Linked DNA regions of Mus musculus: region 2 is linked to region 1. A link is a contact called in public Hi-C data. All regions are on one chromosome and are shown on one strand. The core of a region is the stretch at or near the end of the contact, and the rest is flanking DNA. Distances in the headings are between cores, read along the strand shown. Region 1 holds the start of Orc3 (origin recognition complex, subunit 3). Region 2 holds the start of Dnaja1 (DnaJ heat shock protein family (Hsp40) member A1).

The links. A called contact is a pair of places that touch in the nucleus more often than the background predicts.
Region 2: a Hi-C map of uterus shows a contact between it and region 1, with 5 times the contacts expected there. The contact joins the promoter of Dnaja1 here to the promoter of Orc3 in region 1. A contact is called at or near these places in 4 of 39 promoter capture datasets (cranial neural crest, frontonasal cranial neural crest, maxillary cranial neural crest and 1 more) and 1 of 484 Hi-C or Micro-C datasets (uterus).

What each region holds. Positions count from the first base shown.
Region 1 is chr4:34,612,851-34,618,552 of GRCm38.p6, forward strand. Orc3 (origin recognition complex, subunit 3) reads right to left here and starts at 2,092. Exons shown (of 20, transcript NM_015824.4): 1 at 2,015-2,092. The coding sequence starts at 2,059. Rars2 (arginyl-tRNA synthetase 2, mitochondrial) reads left to right here and starts at 2,107. Exons shown (of 20, transcript NM_181406.4): 1 at 2,107-2,176. The coding sequence starts at 2,141.
Region 2 is chr4:40,719,907-40,725,608 of GRCm38.p6, forward strand. Dnaja1 (DnaJ heat shock protein family (Hsp40) member A1) reads left to right here and starts at 2,562. Exons shown (of 9, transcript NM_008298.6): 1 at 2,562-2,727; 2 at 3,797-3,938; 3 at 4,067-4,244. The coding sequence starts at 3,807. Gm6297 (predicted gene 6297) reads right to left here and starts at 2,935. Exons shown (of 3, transcript NR_077226.1): 1 at 2,726-2,935; 2 at 1,588-1,761; 3 at 248-1,488. It overlaps Mir207 (microRNA 207), which reads left to right and starts at 3,011; the gene lies at 3,011-3,089. It also overlaps a transcript of Aptx not described here.

The DNA of each region.
Region 1 (5,702 bases), core at 842-3,341:
TTAAAGGTTCTTATTTATATAATATTTCTTTCATGATTATCAACACAGATATTTCTATTAGGGCAAAAAGAAAAGTGCTTTTCTGAAAAAACTATCATCTCCAAGTTTTATAGAAATGATGGCTTTTTGAAAAAAAAAAAAAATTCTCCTTCTCTGGAAGGGCTGGAGAAGCAGCTGTGGTAAAGCTTTTGTGTAGTGTGCACAAAGTCCACATTGTTACATTCACCACCAGAAAAGAGAACGCAATGAAGTCTTAAGCAACAAACAGGATTAGGAGTTAGGGCACTCAAAACATCTGGAACTTTGTAGCCAAGGAAAAATAAAAATAGGAATAAAGCTAAAAAAACCACAAAAGTCTTTAACTAGGAACTGGGTATGGTGGTGCACACCCTTAATCCTAGCACTTGGCAGGCTCAGGAAGGCAGGAGAGTTCAAGTTCAGCCTGATCTACATATAGAGTTGCAAACCGATAAAGGCACATCGAGAGAACATGCCTCCAAAAAATTAATTAAACCACAGTGTTTGTTCTCTTTGAAATGTAGTCTTTGGGGGTACTGCTTGTCATTGACCATTTTAATCAAAATTAAATGTCTGGTGCACCGTTACCTTTCATCACTAACACACTTCTCAAATGTCTTAACCCTCAGCCAGAACCGTACCATGTGTAAAGTGTCTCCATTTCTGTTGAACTGTGACAATTTCTTTAAGCGGCAGTTGCGTTTCTTGGACTAAAATGACTTGCCTTTATATCCTTGTCTTCCCTGCTCCATCTCCCCTCAGGAATGCCCAGTTAGAAAAAGTGTATATCTATCACCTAAACTTCACAAACTGAGGAGTCATTCGCTGCTTACCTCCAGCAACAACCTAGTGGGCTGTGCGCCAAAACCAGAGAGCATTTCAATGTCCTCCAGCGGGTTCACCCCGTAAAAACACTGAAGGGGTCTCACTCTGCCCCGTGGGCCAGAGTTCCCTTCACTGGCTCTGCTGTGTTGCTGCCTGCCTGCCTGCTTGCCTGCCTGCCTGATTCTGATGTTAACATCACCCCTAACAGACCTGTTATAAAAGAAGACAGCCCACTTCAGTGTTCCCCTGTAGCCCCAATTACGAAACCTTTCAGAAGTCTGTTATTTCAGCTTCCTTCAGGAGTGTCCTTCTGTTCTTAGAACAGGAGTCAAGTCTTACTTTACAAGGCATAGCAGCACAGACCAATAGACCTTTCTTTTCCATCTGCTGCCCTGTTTGATATTCTTGAAATATGGTTGCTAATGGTAAACTTAATTTTAAGTTATCTTAATTCCAGATGTAGCCACAGGCTCCTAGGGGGCAATACAAGCCTAGGATTTCTCCTCTTACAAACTACAATTTGACTAGCACTCCTTTGCCATCGAGTAGTCCACAACCCCTCAAAACACTCATCTGAATTACATTTTTATTCTGGTTTTTCCTAATGCTCCTCTCTCCACTCACGGGTTAAACTGCTCTTTTTACTTAATACGCTCTTTTATTTCTACATTCTAAGGCAAAGACCATCTTATTCTGCTCTCCCAAACTAATGCTTTATATTTTGCCAAGATTCTTATTTTTCAGACCTTAGCCAAACTGTCACTTTCTCCAAGAATTTCCTCGGTCTCCCAGAAACCTTGGTTCGTCCCTCCTCTCTTAGAACTTTTCTCCTTGCTAATGAGCCAATTCAAGATCAGCTGCTTATGAGTATTTCTGGGAACAGAAATCTATTTTTGCCTCCATCTGCATCTCGGTAACTTAAAGCACAGTGTGAATTTATGGAGGGGGAAGAGTGGGGGAAGCGGCAGGACGCAGCACATTCTGGGGGCAGCCGCTCTCCTAGCCTTGGCGCCATGGCCTAGTTGCCCAGAGCAAAGCTTGCCTCGAACCCGGACCTGGGCAAAGCCGCCCGAGTCCTGTTCTCCGCGGAGCCAGAGCTGATGCCCATCAAACCTCGTCGGACTTGCCAAACAGGCACCGCGAATCTGAGGCGAGCGCCACCCCCACGTACCTTAGACACGGAGGAGGTGGCCATAGTCCGCGGCCCCGTGTGCATGCGCACTCCACACTTCCGCGCGCCCTGGCGGAAGCAGAGGCGACTTCCGGCGCGGAGGCGGGGCGTGCGGGAAAGGGAGGCATGGCGTGTGGCTTTCGTAGGTCGATCGCCTGTCAGGTACAGTCCAGAGCGGCGAGCCAGCGGGAGCCAGGGCCGGAGGGTGCAGCCTAGGCCGACCCTGCCTCCTCCTTGCGCTGCGGAGTGGGAAGATCCTCGAGAGCCCTGAGTGCTCACTGTCTTCTCATTTCCCGTTCTTAATGCTTTAACCTGGGCGGACTGTCCAGAGGCCATGATTAGACCCTGTAGAAATTAATGTTCCTCCTTCGTTTATGCCCTTTATTTGCTCTCATGAATAACCTGGTAGGATATATCTCGAATAAGAAATTTTGTAGCTTACTAAACCTGTAGGCGATGCTCTCCCGAGGAAAAGCTCTAAATCCGGACTTGGAGACCATTGGATAAAATAGATGATTTAAAAGGCATGCTAAGGGCTGCGGAGATGGCTCCGCGGGTGAAGTGCCTGCTATACAAGCATCTGTGCCTGCGTTTGAATTTCCAGAACCTAGGTTGAAAAACCTGCATAGCTAAGGAAGTCTGAAACCACACTTCTGAGAGGTGGAAACAGAAACCGGTGGCTCCAGCCTCTGGTTCGGTGAGAGTCTGCCTCAAATAAGGTGGAGAAAGACACTTGACCTGTACTCCTCGCGTGTTTAGCGCAGCCTATCCTGCCTGGAGTTTGCTAGTGCTAGCACAGACTTAGGCCCGCTGTGGCTGGGTTGTTTTAGACAATTCTGAAAGATGGTGCATATACTTCTTAGGTAGTTCTGTGGGAATTAAGCTCCAGCCTACAGAGATGACTTTAATGTGTTATCTGTGTGTCTGTGTTTGTATGTTCCTTCATGAGGACAGGCCACAGGTTGCCTGTGTTTCCTCCAGTCACTGTCCACCTTTCCCCCCTCTCCCCTAAGGCAGATTTTCTCCCCGAACCTGGAGTTTACCCGTTTAGCTAGGTTGGTTAGCCAGGGAGCTGCAGGTGTAATGGCAATTCTGCTGTTAGCTGAGTTCATTGCATGGTACAAGCAAAAAACAACTGACTGTCTGGGAAAGACAAAATGCAAGAGAGAAAGAAGACAGAGGCAGAGTGAAACTGTTTTTATTAAGGCAGGCCTATCCTCCGGAATGAGGGACGGGAAATCCAGAGTTGGGGAGCCTGTGGCTGGATGAGGGTGGGGAAGGGTGCCGGTGTCTCAGGTTTTCTCCATTGGCTGTGCACGCCCCATTGGCTCACCAAAGAGATGATCGCAGGCTTTTATGCACAGCTTGCTCAATTAAGGAAGCGGCCATGCTTTAAAGACCCTTCTCTATCTTTACTCGTCCTTTCTAGCTGTTAACCACGACTCTCTGCTGACCTTTATCCCAAGAAGGCAAGGTCTGTCCTTAGACCTTGCAGGTGTTAATGCTCTTAAGCTCTTGGCAGGCTCTGTAAGCCATTAGTTAAGTTAGCCTCTGCTTTCTTTGTTCTTGTGTTTATGTGACCAGCTTTTAGTTTTACCATGGCAGGAAATTAACACCTGTCATAACCACTGTCCACACGGATCTCCGGCTCTCCACTCAGAGGGAAGAAAGGATAGCAGATGCTGCGGCCAACTTTGACTGACTGGACCAGCAACATGGGTTCACGTTTCCCCAATCTCCATAGTTCCAGTATGGATGCAGTTTCGTGGAGCAGCAGAACAAAGAGTGATATTAGTAAAGCAAAGCATTTAAAAAATAGATTGATGGCACCATCAGCGAGGCTGGTTACAGCAAGATGAGGGTAACTCTTCTGTAGACCCCGGCTGCTCTCTGACAACACTCTGACCCCTCTGCTTGGTGGAAAACTAGGGTTTTTTTGTTAGTACATCCCCAAAAGGTTATCTGTTTGTCAGGATGTTAACTCTTGCTTGTAGTAGCATGATATTAGGTCCAAAGGTGGGAGACACTAATGAAATTAATTAGGTCCCAGATCTGCACTATCCATAACTCTCCACAGTCGTCGAAGTTTTAGTCAGTCAGCTACTACAGACACAGCTTATTTTCAGGAATTCTCACTCACATTACCAATACATTTAGCTGCAGTTTTTCTTGGTTACCTATGCCAGAACTCCTTGTCTGTGGGACAGCCTGGAGTGGTTTCCTTCCTAAAATAGGAACAACCCTTCTTTATTTACAGTTTAGCTCCTATAACTGGGCAACATTGTCTTACATTAGTTCCTCAAGGAAGCCAACTGGCCTGCTGGAACTGGCTCAGCCCTGTCCTCCTTTTTTATGTTAAAAATCATTCAGTGTATTTTTCTCGTATACCCTTCCCCCCTCCCCACCCTACCATTCTCCTTATCTGGTCCTCTCATACCCAGATTTAGGCTCTTTTATTTATCATCCCTACCTAATACCCCAGCTCTCTGCAGCACCAGCACTGTAAAGTCACAAACACGTGTCGCCACACTCAGCTCTTAAAGTGTGCTAGGGTTCTGAACCCAGTCCTCCTGGCATTCACTTGGTGAGCACTTTACCATAGCAAGCAGCAAGCAGAGTTCCAGCTCTGGTGGTTCAATCTCCTTCTCTCTCCTTCTCTCTCAGTGCATCCCCACAGTCCCAGGAGTCATCTCTCAAGTATACTGCTTGCACCAAAGTTCCAAGGCTGGGCTTCACAACTCTGCATTCCAGCTAGTTGTGGTTTTCTGTAGTCATCTCTGGCTGCTTAACAGAGTTCTCTCTCTTTCGTGTGTCACGTGTCCAAGGAATAACTAAATCCTATAATGTGTGTGTGTGTGTGTGTGTGTGTGTGTGTGTGTGTGTGCGTGTGTGTGCCTTTCACCAAAAATTACTGAAAACCTGGAAATGTCTGTACCACTAAATTCAACACAGTCATGAAAGAAGCTTCCTGAAAATATAAATGTACCCATTTCTGCTTACTTATTATTTATGTGCTAAGGACCAAGCCTTGCTCCTCATATGTACCAAACCAGGCCAAGTGGCTGGTGGTTTATCACTGAGTTATCCTATGGCCTTTGCTTTGGTTTTTCCTTAATTTTGATTTATTTCTTTGCTGCTTCTCTGATGAGTAAACCTTTAATAGAGTTTGGGCCTGGGGATTAGATATTTTTTCCTTAATATTTACTTGTTTCTATTAAATGCCATAATTTTTAAATCTGTTTTGTTTGTTTTTATAGCCACGATGCTTAGAATACTAACTGGTACAGACTAGCTATTCAATAAATATTCTTTTGATGAAAATCATCTTTTGATTCTCATTGATTCATATCTTCTTTTTTGAATATACGTGTTTAAATTTGACAAATATAAAATCCATTGAAGGACAAGCAGCCTCCTGCTTGCTGCTTTATAATCAAACCATTGCATCATATTCAAGCCCTGGCAGCCACAGATCTTACTTCAGTCAGAGAGTTTTGTGTTTCCTAGAATATCAGATATGTTGAATCATACTTAATACCTTCTTTTATATGGGTTTTACTTATGATGTATTTGAGGTTCCTTCTTATTAAGTGTGTTAATGGCATTTCTTTATTGCTAGTAATATTCCATTCGCTCTGGAATAGATGGATCAACCATTTTATCCTGTTTTATTCTTTTTTTCCTTTTA
Region 2 (5,702 bases), core at 1,312-3,811, 6.1 Mb after region 1:
CCCCTTTTATTTTCACATCACTTCAATCAACTCTTATCTAACAAAGGAGATCATGGCTTAGAGGCTGGCTTGGACTACACAGAGGGTTTGAGGTCTCAACTTTATGAGGCCTATGCGAGACTGAAAAAACACAAAAGAAAAATAAAGTTTGTATGAGTACCTAAAGCTGTATTTGAAGATCTTCAGCACTTCACCATAAAACATTGGAAACCACTGAAACATTCAATAGAGATCAGGCAAACCACATCAAAAAATAACAAGGCTGATTTATTTACCCCAACAAAATAATCCGTTGTAAACAACACATGCAAGATAGTTTTCTTTTTTCTTCTTGCAGTCCTAGGAATCATACCTAGGGCCTTGAACAGAATAAGAAGCACTCATTCTATGTGTTATATTCCCACTCCAAAGACGGTGTCACACCTAACTCAAGTGATCTTGAGTTCACTAGCCTCCTGGTTCTGCTTCCTAGTTCTGAATTTTCAGAACTACCAAACTAAGCTAAGATCTCATTTCCACACAAAATTATCACATATGAAGTTGCTGGTAATTTTCGAGGTTTTTTGTTTGATTTGTTTTGAGACAGGGTCTTTCTTACTCTGTAGCTTTGGCTGCCCTGGAACCTGCTATGTAGACTGGCCTGGCCTCTATATTAGAGATCTGCCTACCTCTGCCTTCAGAGTGCTGGGATTAAAGGCAGACTTTATCAGCCTAGTCCTGCAATTTTGGTTGGTTGGTTGGATGGTTTTGGTTTGGTTTTTTGTTTTTAATTCTGGTTTTTAATCTCATTACGAGTTAAGTTCCTTGAGAGTAGGGGCCATGGCTTACAAGAGTTTTGTATTGGCAAGGCCTAGAGTATGCCTGGCATAGTAGATATTTTACTCAAAAGTGTTGGCTTAAAGCAGTAGTTCTCAAACCTGTGGGTTTTGATCCCTTCGGAAAACCTTTGGCACATATTTATATTACAATTCACAGCAGTAACAACATTGCAGTTATGAAGAAGCAATGAAAATAATTTTATGGTTGGGGGACACCACAACATGAGGAGCTGTAATAAAGGGTCGCAGCGTTAGGAAGGTAAAGAGCCCCTGCTTTAAAGACGTAACCTATTGATAGATGTGATATCTGAGAGGGTAACACGTAAGCTGAGAAAAGATGTTTCTCAACCAAAACCACAGCACATCATCAAAAAGTCTGTAAGGGAAGTGGCGTAGCTTTAGTGACCACAACAGAGTTTAGTGAAAGCAGTAACGGTGGAGAGGCAGGACAGCTCAAGGTAGAAATCCCAAAATCCGGAGGTTTTTAAGACCACGAGCTAAAGATGTCTTTGGGTAGGTTTGAAGACAGCCTTTCCAGCTCCCTTAGCTCTGGCTACATCCAATTACCTGTGATCTCCATAAAGCACTGAGACAGCCGCTCAGCTGGTAACGCACTGAAGACTTGAGTTGCCCGTGCAAAGGTACGAGAGAACTACAATGGTCCACAAGCCTAGAAACACACAATAAAACGAACATTTAAAGAATCTCATCCCACACTCTGCACTTCCATTAGGAAGTGTGCTTAACTGCTTCTTGTTCACCTGCTGACCTGTATTTTGTGATTTCTCTTATAAGTTTTTAGCTTGTTCCACTTCCAACGAAAGTCCAAGCAAGAGGCCCCGCGGTTAAGAGCATGTACCACCCTTCACAACTGCTCAGAGACAGGAGATTTCAGAATTTGAAGCCAGACTTAAGACTCCATGCCTCTGGCTTCCTTGGGCACCTACACACACACACACACACAGAGGATTCAAAATAAATCTTTAAAATATGTGAACTCTTTCAAGCTTACACCTCCACTTCTTTGATGTATCTATTGTGTTAGTGAATAAGAAAAACATTCACTCTGTCCTTTGAAAGCTTAAGATTCAACTTTGCCAACTATAGATTTTTGAGTCACCAACTGGAAATAAAAACGGTCAGAGAATTAAAACAATAAGCTAAAGCAATTAATTTTGCTTTTGGCCGCTCCTCTGCGGCCAAACTGGGTGGAAGACCATGACCCTCCGTTAGCATGAGGCATTCTAAATGTTTTCCTGTTTGGTGAAGTCCCAGATTCCCTCCGCCCAAGTCGTCAGAGCCAAAAGGATCTGAAGCCTGGGCCAGGCTCGTCCAAAAAGCTCTGACATAAGTGCGCTTGGGTGAAACCAAAGCCTGCGAGGCTGGTTTAGGGAGTAGGCCCGCCTTGCTCAGCATTTCTTGCCCGCAAGGCTCAGAGCTAAGGAGCTGGAGCTGCAGAAAATCAGACTCGCAGCCAGGGCTGGGTTCCACCAATCCCCTTCAGCACAGCGCGCACAACGCCTGAAGCACTCGTCCCCGGCTTACGGGCTCTGGGACATGACCTCTCCACCTCAAGACTTCCGCACTCTGGTTCCTCGCAATAAGAAAAAAAGCCTCTAGAAAATTCTACGAGGCTCGGGAACCCGGGCTTGAGTCCACCCCCACAAGGCCCTTGGGCGCAGCCACTTCCCGCCCCCGCGCCGTTGCCCAGGTAACCGAGGGGCGGTGGCAGCGGCGAGGGGCGGGACTTCCGGCAAGTGACGCGCCGGGGCTCGGCTACAAAAGAGGTCGGCTGCGGCGGGCCGGGCGGAACTTTCCAGAACGCTCGGTGGGTGGTGGAGGAGCAGCGTGTGGCTGAGCTGCGCTGTGCTCCGCTCCTTTCCGCTCTCCGGCGCCGGCCCGCTCACCGGTGAGTCTCCGGCCTCCCTCGGTCGCGGCGTGCGGTCTGGACCCCAGACAGCCGGGGAAGGCGCAGCCGGAGGCGGTTGGTCCCGCGTGGGCGGGGACTGCGGGTTCCTTGAGCCGGCCTCGGGCTTCGGAAGGCTGCCGGGAATGCCCGGCGCCCTGCCCGCCCGCACGCCTCGAGGAGGTCCAAGGCCCAAGCCAATTGGCCTCCCGCCTCATGCTCCTTGCTGCGTACCCCCGCGCTCCGCCGCCCGGGCCGGGTGGGCAGCGCTGCGCACGCGCGGAGCAAGGCAGGGGTGAGGGGCTGCGGGAGGAGCCGGGCGGAGGCTGCGGCTTGCGCTTCTCCTGGCTCTCCTCCCTCTCTTTGTTGAGGTTCGACCTCCCCCCCCCCTCCGCCTTTTCGATCAGGGTGGGAGGGAGAAAGGAAGGAAGCCTTAACGGTCGGCGCCGGGGGGCCCGGGAAACCCAGAGGGCGAGCCAGCTTCCAGGCCTGCGGGGCGAGAGTGGGTAAGCTGCGAGCGAGCAGGAGCAGGATGGCGACGGGGCCCGGGCACCTGCTCCCTGGAGCCGGTCTCCTAAGCCACTCCTCCACCCCCGGGAGTCCAGTGTCGCTTTCCGGCGAGGGTATGGCCTTTATCAGATGTACAAAGGCAGCGGTAATGTACTAACCAGTGGACGGAACCTATCAGTGCTGCTGTGGGTTACTAGCAAAACCTCTGGGGAAAGGAAACCGGAAGAAGCCAAATAATTCATGTGTTAGTGCAGTAGAGTCTGAACCAGCTGCGAGAGAGGCTTTCCTTCGCGTTCCCTGAAATCTATATTTTAATCTGTTCGAGTTTACAGCTGAATCATATCAGGAATTTTTTTTTACCTTTTAAGACGCGTAGGGAAGGCTGTATTAGTATGAAATAAATGCAAAAGAACAGATTGCTTTAGCTCTGGTAGTTAAAGACTACCCGTTAAGAGCCAGTCGTGGCGCACACCTTTGATCCCAGTGCTCAGGAGGCAGAAGCAGTTGGATCTTTTCTACAAAAGTTTAAAGCTGGTTTAAAATTACCATTTTCTGGTTTCAGGCTGTAAAAAATGGTGAAAGAAACCACTTACTACGATGTTTTGGGGGTAAAACCCAATGCCACCCAGGAAGAATTGAAAAAGGCATATAGAAAATTGGCCTTGAAGTACCACCCTGATAAGAATCCAAATGAAGGGGAAAAGGTAAGGGCACAGGCAAACAGCTCAGCAGCAGTGTTGCAGTGTGTGTATCTTTCTGTTCGTGCCTTAAAGTCTACCGTAGCTGTGCTTTGTAACAGTTGTTTCTAATGGGATGTCCTTTTCTGAAACAGTTTAAACAGATTTCTCAAGCTTATGAAGTTCTTGCTGATTCCAAAAAAAGGGAACTATATGATAAAGGAGGGGAGCAGGCGATTAAAGAGGGCGGAGCAGGTGGTGGTTTTGGCTCACCCATGGATATCTTTGATATGTTCTTTGGAGGAGGAGGAAGAATGCAAAGAGAAAGGAGAGGTAAGAAAAATCTGGCTTACCTGCAGCTAGAACGAAATAACTGCTGCGGAAAAAAAAGACTTGAGAATTTATTCAAATGCTTGTTTACACGTTGGTATGATGTTACACTCTGTCCGTGAACTGTCTTTGACTTCTGGTGTCATTGAGATTTTCTGTAACTAAAAAATAGCTAAGCCAAAAAGCAGGTATAACTAACCCCATAGATTCCCAAACAGTGGGGGTAACAAAGTGTACTAACTTAGGTTTCTAAGCCCTGTCCTCCCTTGGATAATACCACCTGCTCTTAGAACCCAGTGGTAAGTGCAGTGGCCCTTTCTGTTAGAAAAGTAACCCTGAGCAAGCAGAGCCTGAGAAAAGCTCATTGTCTGCAGATAGCTGCTGCTGTTGACTCTTGTTTCAGCTCTGCTAGCTCAGCTTAATGTGTTTAGTGTTTGGCCAAAAGATGTCTATGGGAAGACAGTATTGAAGGGTAAAATAGCACTTTGTTCTCAGTATATATAGTTAATATAAACTAGTTCATAGGCACAGTTCTAGAACAAATAGGCAGGCCATTAAATTTCACTTTGCTCCTTAAAGGGACTTGGAAAAACTGTTTACTATGTTTTTAGAACAATTAACCTGTGGGCCTGAGAAACTGCTCAGTGATTAAGTCAAGAGCATTTGCCATTCCTTGTAGAAGATCCAGGTTCTGTTTCCCACACCCACACTCGATAGCTGGCTCACCACTGCCTGAAACTCCAGCTCCAGGGGACCAGCAGCTGCTTCTTCTGGCCTCTTGGTTTTCACATAAACATATTTAAAAAACCAACCTATAATCGCAGTCGGCCTGCTCAGCCATAAGATGGTATGAGCTACAGAAAGGTAGACTGACTTTGGCTTAGATGAGTTTGAGGGCTTTTGTTAACTGTGCTGCTTTGGAGAATGGACTCCGTCAGTTTCCAGAAGCTTGCTTTTTCCTTTCTGTACTCTGTATAAAGTTGAGAAAGCTCGGACTTTCAATTTGTGAGAACCTACTTGCTTACAAAGTGAAAATGAGAAAGCAGCACAATGTCGTGACTTTAATTTTAACTCCTTACTTAAAGAGTAAGAATATTCGGATATTCAGAAAGGATTGGGACTTTCTTTGGTAATCAGGCAATGCTCGTGGCGGGCCGTGGATAAAGTCCTAGGGGAAGGATCACCAGCTAGGGACTTATTAACCGTTGACAGGTGATTTCATTTCTCTAACCTGGCTGTCCTTATGTGATCTCAACCAACCTACTTCGGCTATGTGGCAATCTTTTGCTCTAGCCAGATATGGGTCTTTAAGATGAGATTAATTTAGAGGGAAAAATTTCTCTGCAGCTGTAGTAGCCACCACACTTAAAATTGTATCTAGTATTGTACATGTAAAATGTGTCCATTGCTACAGAAAGTTCTGTTGGACTGTATAATATATAACAAAAGGCCTGGGAAATT